3 separate regions of the Zea mays genome follow, and regions 2 and 3 are each linked to region 1. Evidence: chromatin contacts called from public Hi-C data. All regions are on one chromosome and are shown on one strand. Each heading gives the region's core, a stretch centred on a gene start, on an enhancer-like site or on the middle of the called end of the contact. The rest is flanking DNA. Distances are from core to core; before and after follow the strand shown.

Region 1 (5,040 bases), core at 1,284-3,783:
CGATCAATAGTCTACCAAAAAAAAACTCCCCAAGAAATTAAAGAGAGCTGAAATCCCCACATGGAATTGTATGATGCAAAGATCCTGTGAATAAAGCAAAGCATGCAGCATGCCGCGCCTGGGAGCAATCACTAAAGTTCATCTGAGGGTGACCTCTTACGGGGAGTGAAAAGCGGGCAACATTTTTATGGGGCCATGAGTGATGTGGGGGGGGGAGGAGATAGTATGATATTGGCTAGCTAGGGAACGAAAATAAAGAAAAACAAGCTGAGCAGCAGGCCTTAATTTGATCTGCTAAATAAATCTAGCTGTCAGCTATGCAGTTAGGTGCATAAATTTCAGAAGAACTTCACCCAGCCAGCATGCATGTAGATATGCCTGTAGAAACTAAATTTAAAAGCTAGATCTCTAGTGTTTTTTTCCCCATTCTGTGGATGCATCAGTGTCCACTGAGAACACAATATGAGGCGCGCGGTATGTGTGCATATATATCCAAGTGCCTGTGGCAGGAAAGAGCTGATGATCCACTGGTCTGTGTGATTGGACCTGACGCAGCAGGACGTGTGCATAACAACACAGCGATCCTTGGACCATCCACAAATCTGAAACCCCACGCTGCTCCTGCCCCTGCCTACCATGTATAGACTATATATATATATATATATATATATATATATATATATATATATATATATATATATATATATATATATTGATCCATGGACCATGCCCCTAGCTTAGCTAGGCCACCCACACACAAACTACCAAACAAAAACTTAACAACCTATCCCTCTCTCTGCACTAGCTTTCGTATTTTTGTTTTTCTGATGGGAGATGTGTGAGTACCAAACAAAACGTTGACAGGCTAGTAGGCCAGGAGAGATACACCTAGAAGCTAGTCCCTTTAGCTAGCTCTCCGCTCGTGTGCATCATATATTCAGATATATAGATAGATGCATGGCCGTAGTGTGGTTGTTGTGCGCTGCATCGATCGTCTGATGAAAACGTTGGTTGCCGCCTATTTTTGGAAGCAACAAAAATCCGTGTGCCGCGCGCAGACGACTGCAGAGTCGACACATATATTATACGCGCGCGCACGTACGGGACTAGCAGCTGCCAGCTAGGGAGAGTAGTATGTAGTCAGAGATACACGAACGAAGACGAAGAAGACGACGACGACCTACCTTGAGCGCCTTCCAGTAGGCCGTGCCCGGGAAGTTGAGCGGCGCTGACACGACGCCCTTCATGAAGGTGATGTACTCCAGCCGCAGCCGCTCCGTCTCCTCCTCGCCGGGGTCCATGCTCATTATGTTCTTCGCCATCAGGTTAAACGTGAACTGCACTCGTCATCCGGCCGGCCGCGCGCCCATCACCGGTTGTTATCCCGGCCGGGGCACCGGTTGTTAGCGGCGATCCTTTGCATAGATTCAGCCACATATATAGATAGAACTGATCTGATGTGGCACGTACGTACTACGCGTGGAGACAAATTGAAGGGTCAGAAGAAGGATGGTGATGAGTACCGTACCTTCTTGGCTTCGTGCTGGGCGGAGAAGGTGCCGTCGGAGGGCGGCCACGAGCGGAGGACCAGCAGGGTGTGGCGCTCCACCTCGGGGAGCAGCACGGCGCGGAGGCGGACGGAGCTGAGGAAGTTGAGCGAGATAGCGCGCATCTCGCGGTGCGCGTCGCCCACGAGCACCAGCATGGACCACTTGCCCAGGATGCCGCCGATGCTGCGCGGGTAGCTGCACTCGAACAGCCGCCCCTCGTTCTGCAGGATGTAGCGGTTCAGCCCCGCGTCCGCCGACACCACCGTCCGCTCCCCGAACAGGCTCGACCGGTATATCTTCCCGTACCTGCATGCACGCATGGACGTCGCCGCGTTAGCAAGCAAGCTCTCGGTCTCAGAGCTAATTCTGATTCCATCGATGTCGCGCCATGCATGATAGGTGCGCGCTGCTCGCTGCACCGTGCATGCATGTCGTCTGCTGTCTGCACAGAGGTAGAGACAGCGGCGGCGGCGACGCACCGTGCGACATGCCGCTCCATGAAGCGGCCCACGGAGGTGGCCGGGTGGGCGCGGAGGTAGCCGAAAGTTTCGCCGACCAAGGGCCATCCGCGGGCGCCCGGGGGCAGGTTGGGCCGCTTCTTCTTCTGACGGCGCCACGGGTGGGTGCCGTGGCATTTGGCGACGGTGGTGGTGTACAAGGCGAGGAGGGCCAGCAGGATGAAGGGAAGGAAGAAGAGGAGCTCGCTGGTTATGGAGGCCATCATGGCGCCCATGAGCTCCTGCTGATCAGAGGTCTAGCTTTCTTCAAATTTATTTCCTGCCTGCTGCCTCTGCCTGATCACTCGCCCGCTTCGTTGGTTTTTATGTGTGGAGAGAGAGGACGGATGGGTTGGAGAGAGAAAGCAGGAGAGGGAATGAATGAAGCGCCTTTATCTCTGGATTTCTCTCTCCCTCTCTCTCAGCAAGTGCAAGCTTTGCGCAAGGAAAAAAAAAACTAGTAAGAAGCTAGGCGCCCCACTTCGTCCCCCCTTCTGAGCTCTGTGGTGCTCTTATAGGTTTTTTCAGAGGTAGCTGTGGGGTCCTTTAATTTAGGTCCTATTCCAAACTTCTAAAACTAACAATTTCTAACAACTAAAATTTATGAGAGGTATATAACAGGTCCACTAATGGACCGGTTAATTGTGAGCTATATTCTTAAATAGTTATTACTAGTTGTTAGCTACCTCCACTCAGTTAAAACCGTACCAGCTAATATGTGGTGCTAACCAAATTGCTCTTGGTCGTTTCTACTTATTAGCTAATGGTTAACTAGCAAATTTAGCTATCAACTTATTAGTCAATTAATAATTAGCTCTAGAAATTTAAAACAAAAACTTAGGCTATGTTTGATTGCGCTAGAGCTAATAATTAGCTGACGACATCTAAATAGTCTATCTAATAGCTAAACTATTATCTAGTTTTAGCAAATTAGCTAATAGTTAGCTAGCTATTTGTTAGCCAACTAATTTCACTATATTTTTTAGCAAACTAACTATTAGCTATAGTGCATTTAAATGAGCTTTAATAAAAAAATTAATTTTAGTCGACACAAGGAGTAGGTTAGGGTCATTCATTAAAACATCCAATGTTTAGTATGTATCATATAAGATGTTTGAATGACTATTACGAGTATTAAATATAGTTAAATTATAAAACTAAATACATAGTAGGTTTATTAGATTCATATTACACCGTTTAGTGCATATCTGCATATCTGTATAATTAATTTTAAAATTAGATTTTATTTAATACTTATAACTAACATCAACATTTGATTTGATATAGATTAAAAATTAGGAACGTGCCACGCACGATTTGGCTCGTCGACAGTCAGCATCCAACCCGATGGGGCGATGGTTGCTGCAGGTTGAGAATCATTGCTCGAGCCAATCAAATATGCTGGTCAGGTTGAATCTGTTAACAGCTTATAATCAGGTACGGTGTAATAAAAATACAAGAAAGCTTAGTTCACAGAATTTGCTTTGGACCACCCATTATCTCTAAGTTTACTCCTTATATATATACCATCAAAAAATAAGTTTGCTTGCCTATATGATTAGCAGTTTCTTCTTAGTCTTATACTAACAAGTTGTTCGTGTTTTGCTATAGTTGTTATATATCATATAAATATGTATTAAGATATTTTTTCAAATATAATTATTGTTTATTTTAAAGATTAATGTATATGTGGTCTGTTGGTTAGCCCCAAATTTCTAGAGTAGAGAGACGTGGGTTTGAGTGCTTGCTCTGCACTATTTTTTGTGCAGTGTGGTAGCTGTTGTAATTTTAGAGAAATAAGTGACATGCTTCCTTCATATTTAAATATATTAAATATTTTAATTCCGAATAAAACAAGCATATAACTTAGATAAATGCCATATGAGATATCTGGTCTAGTTGCACTGCTCAGGTACATGTGAGATCCGATGATCTGCGAATATAGTAGCTGGTTCACAGGCTCGCCTTCATGTTTACTGAGTGTGTAAGATGGATCATAGGGCGTGGTGACTGGTTTACAGTCCATATGTCCAAAGCGAGTCCGGACCTTTTCCACATAATGGGATTGTGACAAAGTAATCCCATCCTCACCCTTTATTAGGTTGATGTTCAATATTACATCAGCTTCACTCAAGTCCTTCATATCAAAGTTCTTGGAGAGGAATACTTTTGTCTCCATGATAGCCTCCAAATCGGTCCCAAATATCAATATGTCATCAACGTATAAACACATGATGACACCTTTGCCCCCAGAGAAGCGATAATACACACACTTGTCGGCTTCATTTACACAAAACCCGACAGTGGTCAGAGTATTATTAAACTTCTCACGCCATTGTCTGGGAGCTTGCTTAAGACCGTATAAGGATTTAATCAAGTGACACACTTTGCTCTCTTGTTCTTTAACCACAAATCCTTCTGGTTGTTGCATATAAATTTCCTATTCCAGCTCTCCATTTAGAAATGTTGTCTTTACATCCATTTGATGAACATGAAGTTTATAAGCAGCAGCCAGCGCCAAAAGCACACGAATTGTGGGCAATCGAGCCACGGGAGAATAAGTATCAAAATAATCCTCCTCTTTCTTTTGAGTAAAACCCTTAGCCACAGGACGGGCATTGTACTTTTCAATAGTACCATCGGGTCTCCTCTTTCTCCTAAAGATCCATTTGCAGCCCACAGGCTTGCAACCAGTTGGGAAATCAGTTATCTCCCAAGTTTCATTCGAGATGATTGAATCCACCTCGCTACAGACAACCTCCCTCCAGTACTCTGCATCTGAAGATGTATATGCCTCTGTGAGGGAGCGTGGTTCCTCATCCACTTGATAAATAATATAATCATCACCCAATGACTTTTCAGTACTTTGTCTCTTACTCCTCCTTAACCCCAAATCTGGAGTCTGGTCATGGACACTCGAGGGCAGAGAATATGTCCGAGATGGACCATCTGGGGCTACTACTTCCTTATCCCGCATAGGGAAGATGCTCTCA
Region 2 (5,040 bases), core at 931-3,430, 210 kb after region 1:
ATATATATTTTGTGTGACCATGTTCAACTATTCACGCTTCCAGCAAATCTCGTCTTGCAAAATAAGCACTCAACCGCTTGACACATTTTCTCTCTCCTTTGCGAGAGAGGATCCGCAGTCACGGCTCGACCGAGGTTGACCCCGGGCAGGAGACATAGTCATGGCTCGGCTAAGACCAACCACGGACGAGAGACGCAGTTATGGCTCGCCCGAGGTTGACCCTGGGCGGGAGACGCAGCCACGCCTCGCCCAAGGCCAACCTCGGGCAAGTGACGCAATCACACCTCCCCCGCGGTCAACACCGAGCGGGAGACGCAGTCACAACTCATCCGAGGCCAACCTCGTGTGGGAGACGCAGTCACAGCTCGCCCGAGACCAACCCCGGGCAGGGACGCAGTTAGGCCTCGCCCGAGGCCAACCTTGAACGGGACACGCAGGCACGCCTCGTCCGAGGCTAACCTCGGGCGGGAGACGCAGCCACGGCTCCCCGAGGCCAACCCCGGGCAAGTGACGCAGTCATGTCTCCCCCGCGGTCAACACCGAGCGGGAGACACAGTCACGACTCATCCGAGGCCAACCTCGTGCGGGTGACGCAGTCACGGCTCGCCCGAGACCAACCCCGGGCAGGGACGTAGTTAGGCCTCGCCCGAGGCCAACCTTGGACGGGACACGCAGGCACGCCTCGTCCGAGGCCAACCTCGGGCGGGAGACGCAGCCACGGCTCCCTGAGGCCAACCCCGGGCAAGTGACGCAGTCACGTCTCCCCCGCGGTCAACACCGAGCGGGAGACGCAGTCACGACTCGTCCGAGGCCAACCTCGGGCGGGAGACGCAGTCACGGCTCGCCCGAGACCAACCCCAGACGGGGACGCAGTCAGGCCTCGCCCGAGGCCAACCTTGGACGGGACACGCAGCCACGCCTCGTCCGAGGCCAACCACGGGCGGGATACGCAGCCACGCCTCGCCCAAGGCCAATCTCGGGCGGGAGAAGCAGTCACGGCTCGCCCAAGACCAACTCCGGGCGGGGGACGCAGTCAGGCCTCGCCCAAGGCCAACCTTGGACGGGAGACGCAGGCACGCCTTGTCCGAGGCCAACCTTGGGCGGGAGACGCGGTCACGGGTCGCGTTGCCAACTATAAGCGAGAGGCGAAGACATGACTTTCCTGAGGCCAACCTCGAGAGGTAACTGTTACAACCTACACGATTGATTTGCCGTGTAATTACCAGAAGGCCGTTTGTGGTTTGTGTTCTATTGCAACGCATAGGCACCATACTAGATAGATCTTATTTACGTCGTCTAGATATGCGCAGGTAATAAGTATTTAACGAATATTTTGTTTAAATGAGGTAATCAGTCTACCATGTTGTAATCTTCAGTGGGCACTATAATAGATAGTTGGTGTTGCATAGATTAATAATGTATGTTCCCACCAGTTACCTCACATGGATAGATCTTGTTTAAACGAGGTAACCAATCTACCATTTCATTTGAAGAACATAGATATGGGCAGGTAATAAGTATTAAACGAATAGTATGTGTTCCGTTGTAACACACGGGCACCATACTAGTAGGAGCAGTAGTCCATAAGACCATAGACCATTGGAGTGATCAGCGGGCGAGACGCACTTTTCAGTGGCCTTCTCACCCTGCCTGGCACATGGCGCATGAATCTTCCTCTTCACCTCTCCTCATCTCGCGGTTGTATGGTTGATTAGCGCTCCTGTCATTACCTCGACTTAATTAGCGCCGATAACTACACGTGTGGCTGCCCAGACGACACAGCGTAATCGCGCATAATATCCACCTCAGAACCATGTTTATGACACCCCATGCCTAATTGCCTATGGCTGTATGGCACGCACGTAACTGCACAGCGTGGAAGAGGTTGACTGCTGAGGCTCGGAGAGCAAAACAACTGCCCATCAAATCATGACGACCTCGCGACTCGACTGTTCCCGGCCCGGCCGGGCAAATAATTCCCGGAACCCCCACCGTGGATTCTGCAAAGACGAAAGCGCGACGCGCACTGCCGCCATGATTTCCGACGCAAGCGATCCCTGTCCTTGGGTTCCATTTTCGCCGGTCGAGCTGGGGAGCATTACATGTCTACATCTGAAGCAACCCGGCGACCAGTATGACAGTACCTACCTATAAAAGAGAATCAAACAGGCGTGGCTGCACGGAACACACAGCTCGTGCAGGCAGATTCCAGATATACGCGCGCGCGAAAGACACACGGTGACCAGGGGGTCGACTGCGCGTACAACGCCTTGGCGTCGTTGCCACGCCCACGGCCGGGCCACCGGCACGGTGTCGCCGCGCGCTTTTCCGTCTTCTATTCCACGCAGTAGGCGGAAAGACTCTGCCCGCAGCCTCACCCTGCACTGCAGCCAGCGACGGCGCGAGTCCTTGCGTGCGTCTCCCGCCCTCCCACCCTCTCGCCTTGCTTTCCTCAGCGCCTTCGATCTCTCTCTCCCCTCGCCACTGGTAGCCATATTTGGTGGCAGCGAGCACCGCGCAGCGCGTCGGCATGGGGATCAGGAGGCGGCAGGACGCTGCAGCCATCTTGGGGCTCCTGAAGCTCTTCCTCTTCCGCTTGGCGGGTAAGTCAAGTCCATCTTGGGTGGCTACCATTTCTTTCCCTGCTAGTAAATTTGCAGACCTCGTGCTCCAGGGTTCAGAGTTCTTGGTAGCTCAGGAACTGGACGTCGAATACGCATATGTTACTGTCTCTTAGAATCGTGAAAATTGGCATGTACGAGTATACTACAACATTACAGCCTAATAACACTGGATCCTATCATACCAGATCAGATTATCAGGTGATAACACCTCCATCCTCTTTTTTTTTCAGAGTAAGATCGTTGTCTGAAACCCGTAGTGGTCTAGTTGCCTACCCAATTTAATCCGCTTTGAGAGTGGTTTCACTTTCCGCATACGCCTCGGTTTCTCGATTGAGCGTTCTGCACATTGCTTTTTTATAATTTCGGGTACTTACGTCATGCATACGTAGCTCAATCGTTCGTGGGGGGCAGTTACTAGTTACCGAACTTGGCTGCTAGTTTTTTTTCCAAATGGCGTGTAAAGCTTGATGTCACAGTTTTGGCTATTCTAAAAGAGCTGGACGGATTTGCTGGGATCTCTGCTTTTGCTAACCACGAAAACGAAATTTCTCCAGCAATATGTCGCAGTCGTATTCTTAACGTGGGGATTACGGTAGAAATTGCGCTCGAAGCAGGAGTAGCTGACTTTGACCCATGCCCATGGGTCATCCACCAAACCGGTTGGTCAGGGAATCTAGCACTAGCAGGGGCATGCGGCTTGCCAATTGCCCGATCTTTTTTTTCCTGAAGCAATTGCCCAATCATTAATGCGTGGAAATCAACGACTCCTGCCCGGCTGCCCCGTCTCCTGGACAAAACCCTGCAGTAGTTGGTAGCTGCAGCCTGCAACTACTCCAGACATGCAGCCAGCCAGCTACCAATGCTCTGTGGAGTACCTGCACGGCTGCACGCAGGCATGACAGACGATGGTGCCGAAAGAGGCGCCATGGCTGCCTAACTGTGCGTATCGTTCGTTGCTATCTAACCACTGCATGCTTGTTCCCACGTAGACGTAGGGTACATACATTTGCATGTGATCAAACGCGCGTTATGCGCCGGCCCCCCACAAATCACGCTCTCTCTCCATTTGGCCACATGCTCTCTGAATTTTAAAATCAGATAGAGTACGTATCATCATCGGCTCGTCGCTATTCCTATTTGTGTGTTTGCGTGCGTGTTAGCTTATATACTACTACTAGGTATGTGCCCGTGCTTTGCAACGGCACAATAAAATATTCAGCAAAATATTAGTGCACAACGATTACATAGAAACAAACAACAATTATATTATCACCAACTTTAATATCTCAAAAATTGTTGGCTAACAAATACAATGTTACCCTTATATGATTAGTGGCAGCAGCAATAACACATCTGAGAGTAGCCATGAAGTGAAACTATTTTGGTACTTTTCTAACAAAAACAGAAATATCTGAAGTTACATAATCTGACATGGCAGGTAACATGACTCATGAAAAGGATGAACAAAAATATGCTCCTCCCAAGCCATGCACTCTCTCTCTCTCCTTACAAGCAGAGTCCATCTCATCCAGATCCAATCGAAACTGATGAAATCTTCCAACTCCATCGGCGTTGCGGTGTTGTCTTGCGTAGTGGGCATGAACACTAAGAAGAGTGAGGTCAACCTAGATGTCTCTTGTGATACACAGAACTCCGTACCACCTACAATAAAGCATGTGAAAGAAAAAATAAGATAAAACCAAAAACAGGGTAAATGCATGTAGTTCTTTTTTCAACCAACTTTGTTCCATGGCTCACACTTTCTAGAATAGACTGCAATGAGAAGTAAAATAACAATCTTCAAGTTAGCAACAAATATTTGAATTGTCAAGCATCAATATATCCTCTCAACAGCAACTGATAACATAACCAAGTAGCACCAATACATAAATTAAGAATCCAAAATTACATGTTCAGAATGGTTAGAGGCAGAACACAAAAAGATATATTTCCTTATATATACATCAACACATGCAAACAACACGAAGCTCCTAGGAACGTGATATAAGAAAAAAACTGAAAACTCTCTAGCGGTGTTGGGAGCACGCTCTCCTCCACTTCCTTCCCAATCTCCCTCGCCCCGGCCAAACACTGAGTTTCAGATAGCTGCAAGGGGTTGCTGTCTGAAATCTGAAAGACAATAACAGTATACCAGGTGGCTGACTATTATGGGAACAACTAAAAAATAGAGTTCAGTTACTGGAAGTGTCTGTAGAAATACAATGTTTTACTGTGATGCTGCAATGCCAACATTGGCATTGAGAAGAATTAACTCATGTTGGAGCTATAAGAATTTTTTTCCTGGATTTAGATCACAATGAATAATGCCAGCATCTTTCATGATAATCAAGGGATCTAATATCTGAAAAAATATACACATCACATATTGTAACAGATACATCATGGGGTTTCACCA
Region 3 (5,040 bases), core at 1,557-4,056, 190 kb before region 1:
GTGCAGTAGAAAGACAGATTTAATATGACACATATTATTTACATATTTCTTTTATACGCGGTTATAAATATCATTTTACAGTAAAGGTCACCAAAGTTGTCAATCTCCTATGAAATAGCAGAACTGCAAAATTACTTTTACTTATTTTTTTTCAAAAAAAAAACAACAACTATGTAATCAGTGGCACCGGCACAACTTGGAATGAAGTGTGGTATTATTCAGAAGAACCAATTGTTTTGAATGCATTGATTCAGTTCATCTATTTCAGAAGAACCAATGGGCTCAACTGATTTTTCCCCTCTTTTTTTTTGTATTTGTTCTGCTGTCATAGATTCGAGAGTATACTAATCTTTGTGGCTAATAGGCGGAACAATTCCAAATACATAATTATCAGAAGAAATAGATGAAGTGAAAGCTAACGTAATTATTTCGAACACAAAAGTCAGTAGAGAATAAAATAAAATTAAACCTAATGTACATCTCATACGAGATTTCCTGGCTGTTGTACAACTACAATACATACCCAAGAAATTATTCAAGAAATTATGTGTGCTAATAGAACAATGGCAAGAAAGACACCTTACTGTCACAGCAATTTACTATATTAATAGCGGGAGTATATTAACAGCAACAACAAAGATTATAATCCATCTAACGTTTTTATCATCAGCAACAACAAAGATTATAATCCAATAAAGTTGGGATAGGCTAGATATCTATTGCAGAAAACCCCAACAGTGGTCTCTAAACCCTAACCGAATACGACCATTTTGTTCCGTGCTCTCTAGAAAATGCTAGCAGTGGTGTAGGGGACTCGACGGCAGACGGAGGATGAATGCCGCTCGGGGAAAAAAAATGCCTGTATGCTTGCGTTGTGGCTCTGATGTGTTTGAGAAAGCAAAGGGGAGGGAAGATGCTTGCTACATCTTGAGGAGGCGAAGGATAGGCATACCTGAATGCTGAGAAGTCGCTGGGAGAAGTCGCTGGGAAGCTGGCGTAGCGGCGGCGGCGGTAGCCGAGTCGTCCGTCGCCTGTGCGAAGGGATTGGAGAAAAGGAGGTTTCAAGAAAGAAATTTGCTTTGCTTCAATACTGTATCGCTCAGCTACACGGGCGGAGGAAGCAAGGAAAACCATTTCCTTCTGTCTGAATCTGGATGTTTCCTGGATGTTCTCCACTTACTATTCAAGATTCGTATGAAGCGTTGGATTTCCATCAGACGGCTGCCGTTATTTAAGATGACGTGGCCTAATCTTGTGTCGGAGTTGCTCCCGCTGTTAATATAGTAAATGTGGAGTGGCCACCGGGAACTGGTGAACTAGATATTTGTTGTACATGCTGCAACATTTCACCATCAGTATAAACTTCATGGACCATGGTTTGAAACAATGAACAAGTGTTCAGAGAGGCACTCTTAGAGCGAGAAAGAGGGAGCAAAATAAGTAATGACTAATAAGAAAAAAGGTAGCTAAAACTACATTATGTAATATAATTAATCTTGTATGTACCCTATTGTTCCTCACATTTAGTCCCATTTACTGAAATTGTCTCTTCATGTTCATCAGTAGACGCAATAAAATATTGGTGGCATTACTCTTTGGAACCAATAAGAAGTTTTTGTGATATTGGTGGTATTTTATTTTATACTTGCATGGACTGTCTAGCGCTCGGTAGGGCGCATTCTTTTCTAGTATACTAGATGAGTATAAAACATAAGAAACATATTTGTTTGTCGGTTATATTATATAGGTGTAAATAAGTATTTAGAGCTAACGACTATGGTTTAAACCCTTGTGTGTGTATATATAGCATATTTTTGTCATTTGAACATTATATATTGTTTTAAGCCCGTTAGGCCCATTGGGTCACCCCGACAGATTATTAACCTAGCAGGTCATGTCTAGGCCTCACTCGGGACTAGAAATGTCAATGAGGAATTCCACACCGGGTTTAGATATCTCATACCCATCCACATGAAGCTATAGCTATCTCCATCTCCATAACCCATACCCATCCTCATTCGTGTATCGAGTCCCAATAAATTCTCATTCTTATATAAAAAGCATGACCATATTATATTTTATATGACATCAAGATACCCAACAACAATACATCACAAATAAATATGTTATCTAACAAGAAAATATTGTTTAACCACACAAAAGAGGTGGGCAGAGCGGCTGGTGGCTATACTCTTGGGTTGGGTGGATGGGTGCTTAAAAAGGTTGGGAGAGTTAGAGTTAATTGTTGGGCTTATTGTCTATTGGGTTGCATATATAATTTTACTAGATAGATATTATCTATGGGTAATCATCATGTTCAGATTCTACTTTCTCGTATCCATACCAAATGGAGAAAGAGTTTATCCATACCAAATGGAGAAAGAGTTTCTCAAATCTATACCTTTCCATACGATACGACCCTGATAGATATTCGAGTATCAGCACACCCCCACTCGGACCCGTTGACCGGGTATAGTGGGTGTTTGGTTTCTAGGGACTAATGTTTAGTCCCTTCATTTTATTCCTTTTTAGTATATAAATTGCTAAATATAGAAACTAAAATAAAGCAATTTTGGAACAAAAATGGAATAAAATGTAAATGATCAAAATGTACCCAACAGGTCGAGTACTCTTTCATGGAAGGCAGGGTTTTGGATACAGCAGCTAATTATTGAGTCAGTTCTATTCAAATCCCCAATACTATCTCGTATTATGTATTTAAATCGGTTGAATCACAGAATACAGACTAAAGGATCTGGGTGGAGTCGAACCACCTTCCGTCAAAGGCTGTATTGGACAGTCCAGTGAGGGCCTCACCGTGTTGAGACAAGATCCACAGTTAGGAGACAAACAGGGCTAATGGCGTGTGTAAATTTCAACGCTGATCAAAATCTAAAACAAATTTTAAATTTTGTTTAATTTTTTTTTTTGTAGAATTAGGTCACACAAACAATTTTCTACGCGCCTTGGTTAACAGTACTAGTTACAAATGGCAGCAATCAGTGGTCTTCAGAATGCAACAAGACTATCTAATAACCAGTAAAAAATCGAGTTATTGATAATTGACATATACCTTCGTAGAGCAAAATCGAGTTATTGATTGATAATGGATGTGGTGAAGCCTCCAAAAAAATTTGCAAACAATGGCTGCTCAGAATTAACAATCCGACACGAATATACAAACAATAGAACAGCAAGATCACTGAACATCAGTCGCCAGAGACTGCACATGTCCACCGCAGCCATTTACCATGACGACCAAATAAGGGATTTTTACTTCTCCACAAACATTTCTTTATCTACAGTGTAGATTTAACTACAAGCATACCAAAATCTGGAAAGTCAAAACATCTTTAATTTGAAAAGGAGGGGAAAACATCTGGAAAGTAAATACATTTTTTGATTTTGAGAAGAGGGAAATTTAAGGAGGCATTAAGAATAAACTCACCCAAAGGAGAAAGCTCAAATTAAGGCCTATGTTTGGAACCAAGAGCTAATAGTTAGCCAGCTAACAAATTGCTAATAGCTAGATTAATCCAGTTAACGAGTTAATGAACTAATTGTTAAATAGCTGACAATTGTGAGTGTTTAAAACCTCTATATCTAATTTTAGAGGCTAACGATTAGTTCTAGAAGAACCAAACAGGACCAGACTATAGCAAAAAGTATCTTATCCTGCAAAATAAAGATGTAGTCCTCCGTCCCTTCACACACGCATGCAGTGCGCACGCAAGACTTCATGCAAGCGCCCCCTAAACACATGCGCGCAATGCTGCATTGCTTTGATCGCCCGGATAAATGATAATACACAGCTGAATGAACGCCTTATCATATAAACTAACTACAATAAAAATGACTGCAACCATACGTCTCGCATTCGAAGCTACAACAAATAATACACAGCTGAATCTCTCTGTATGTACAATGTCTTCACAGACAAGTTCGCATAAACAGCCGTAGGACATTAGACGTATGCAGGAACAACTCAACTAGCTAATAATTTTGAATATGCGGGAACTACTCAACTAGCGAATATTTTTTAGTACGCAGTAAAAGACTTAGGTCATTGAACTTAGCAAATAATTATCATATTTTTATTATCTCTCATGAGAATCCGGAATTGCATGCGACTAATTTCATTTATACTTGATTCATATATTCCACATGATATCTCCAGTTAAATGTTAAGAATATGTGGAAATTTGAAATATTGTATTTAAAGCATCTATAACCGTGCTTTAAATCAGTACCCTACCTTAAAATATAGAGCAACTCAGTAAAAACAGCTCCAACACAGTGCCCTATTTTATAAATTTCGGAGTAAGGCTCTATCCTTGTTTTCTACATCATTCTAAACATTTTTTCTAATAACATAATTTATTTCCTAAGATACATGATTAAAGCTTAAATGTTGAAGCACAATTTGTTTTTGGCGACCTGAACACTTTAAATGTAGTATTTTAAATTTGAGACATCATTGAGTCACCTTGTTAGAAATGCTCTTAAACCTAGGGGATATGCAAATACAATAGCAATGCATGAACAACTAGTCATCAAATATTAAAACGTCACAGATTGTAGTGCAAAAAAAAAAGAGAATCCCTGGTTTTCACATATACGAATCCTTAGGAGATACTTGAAACCTAGCTTCAACTCAAGAGATCAATAATAGGTAAATACTCAAATGAACTATAGTGCAAGTTGAACAAGCTCTTATCTGAGTTATGTCTTGTATCTAATTGTGAGCTTGAGCAGAATATTTCTTCCCTGTCCGGTGACCAAGAAAGAAAGCTTTGAAGGCCATAGCCATTTCATACTGACGATGCTGAATAGTGACCTTCACATCATACAAATACTCCGTCCACCGTGTAGGCACTGCAGTTGATCTTATATACAAACACCGTGATGAGGCAGGAGGTCTTCATATGGCACAGCAGTTAATCTTCATGCGGTGACAACGACGTATCATATAAACTAACTACAATAAAATGACTGCAACCATGCGTCTCGCAATCGAAGCTACAGCAAATAATACACAGC

The links. Hi-C and Micro-C count contacts between places; a contact is called where the count stands out from the background.
Region 2: a contact with region 1 is called in a Hi-C map of bundle sheath, with 4 times the contacts expected there. The contact joins the promoter of LOC100280934 here to the promoter of LOC100191562 in region 1. A contact is called at or near these places in 2 of 25 Hi-C or Micro-C datasets (bundle sheath and ear).
Region 3: a Hi-C map of leaf shows a contact between it and region 1, with 4 times the contacts expected there. The contact joins the enhancer-like site here to the promoter of LOC100191562 in region 1. A contact is called at or near these places in 5 of 25 Hi-C or Micro-C datasets (bundle sheath, ear, endosperm and 1 more).

What each region holds. Positions count from the first base shown.
Region 1 is chr1:30,519,771-30,524,810 of Zm-B73-REFERENCE-NAM-5.0, forward strand. LOC100191562 (putative cytochrome P450 superfamily protein) reads right to left here and starts at 2,534. Exons shown (of 8, transcript NM_001365501.1): 1 at 2,030-2,534; 2 at 1,529-1,856; 3 at 1,185-1,337. The coding sequence starts at 2,283.
Region 2 is chr1:30,730,460-30,735,499 of Zm-B73-REFERENCE-NAM-5.0, forward strand. It overlaps LOC100280934, which reads left to right and starts at 2,181. Exons shown (of 4, transcript NM_001153854.2): 1 at 2,181-2,603. The coding sequence starts at 2,531. It also overlaps the pseudogene LOC100193668.
Region 3 is chr1:30,330,560-30,335,599 of Zm-B73-REFERENCE-NAM-5.0, forward strand. It overlaps the pseudogene LOC109461481. Among protein-coding and RNA genes, the nearest start is that of LOC103633216, 8.8 kb to the left of the region's middle. Within about 2 kb of position 2,807, at least 1 of the 20 cell types and tissues checked has an H3K27ac peak or open chromatin away from gene starts, as enhancers often do. A contact at or near this core is called in leaf, where this site is marked.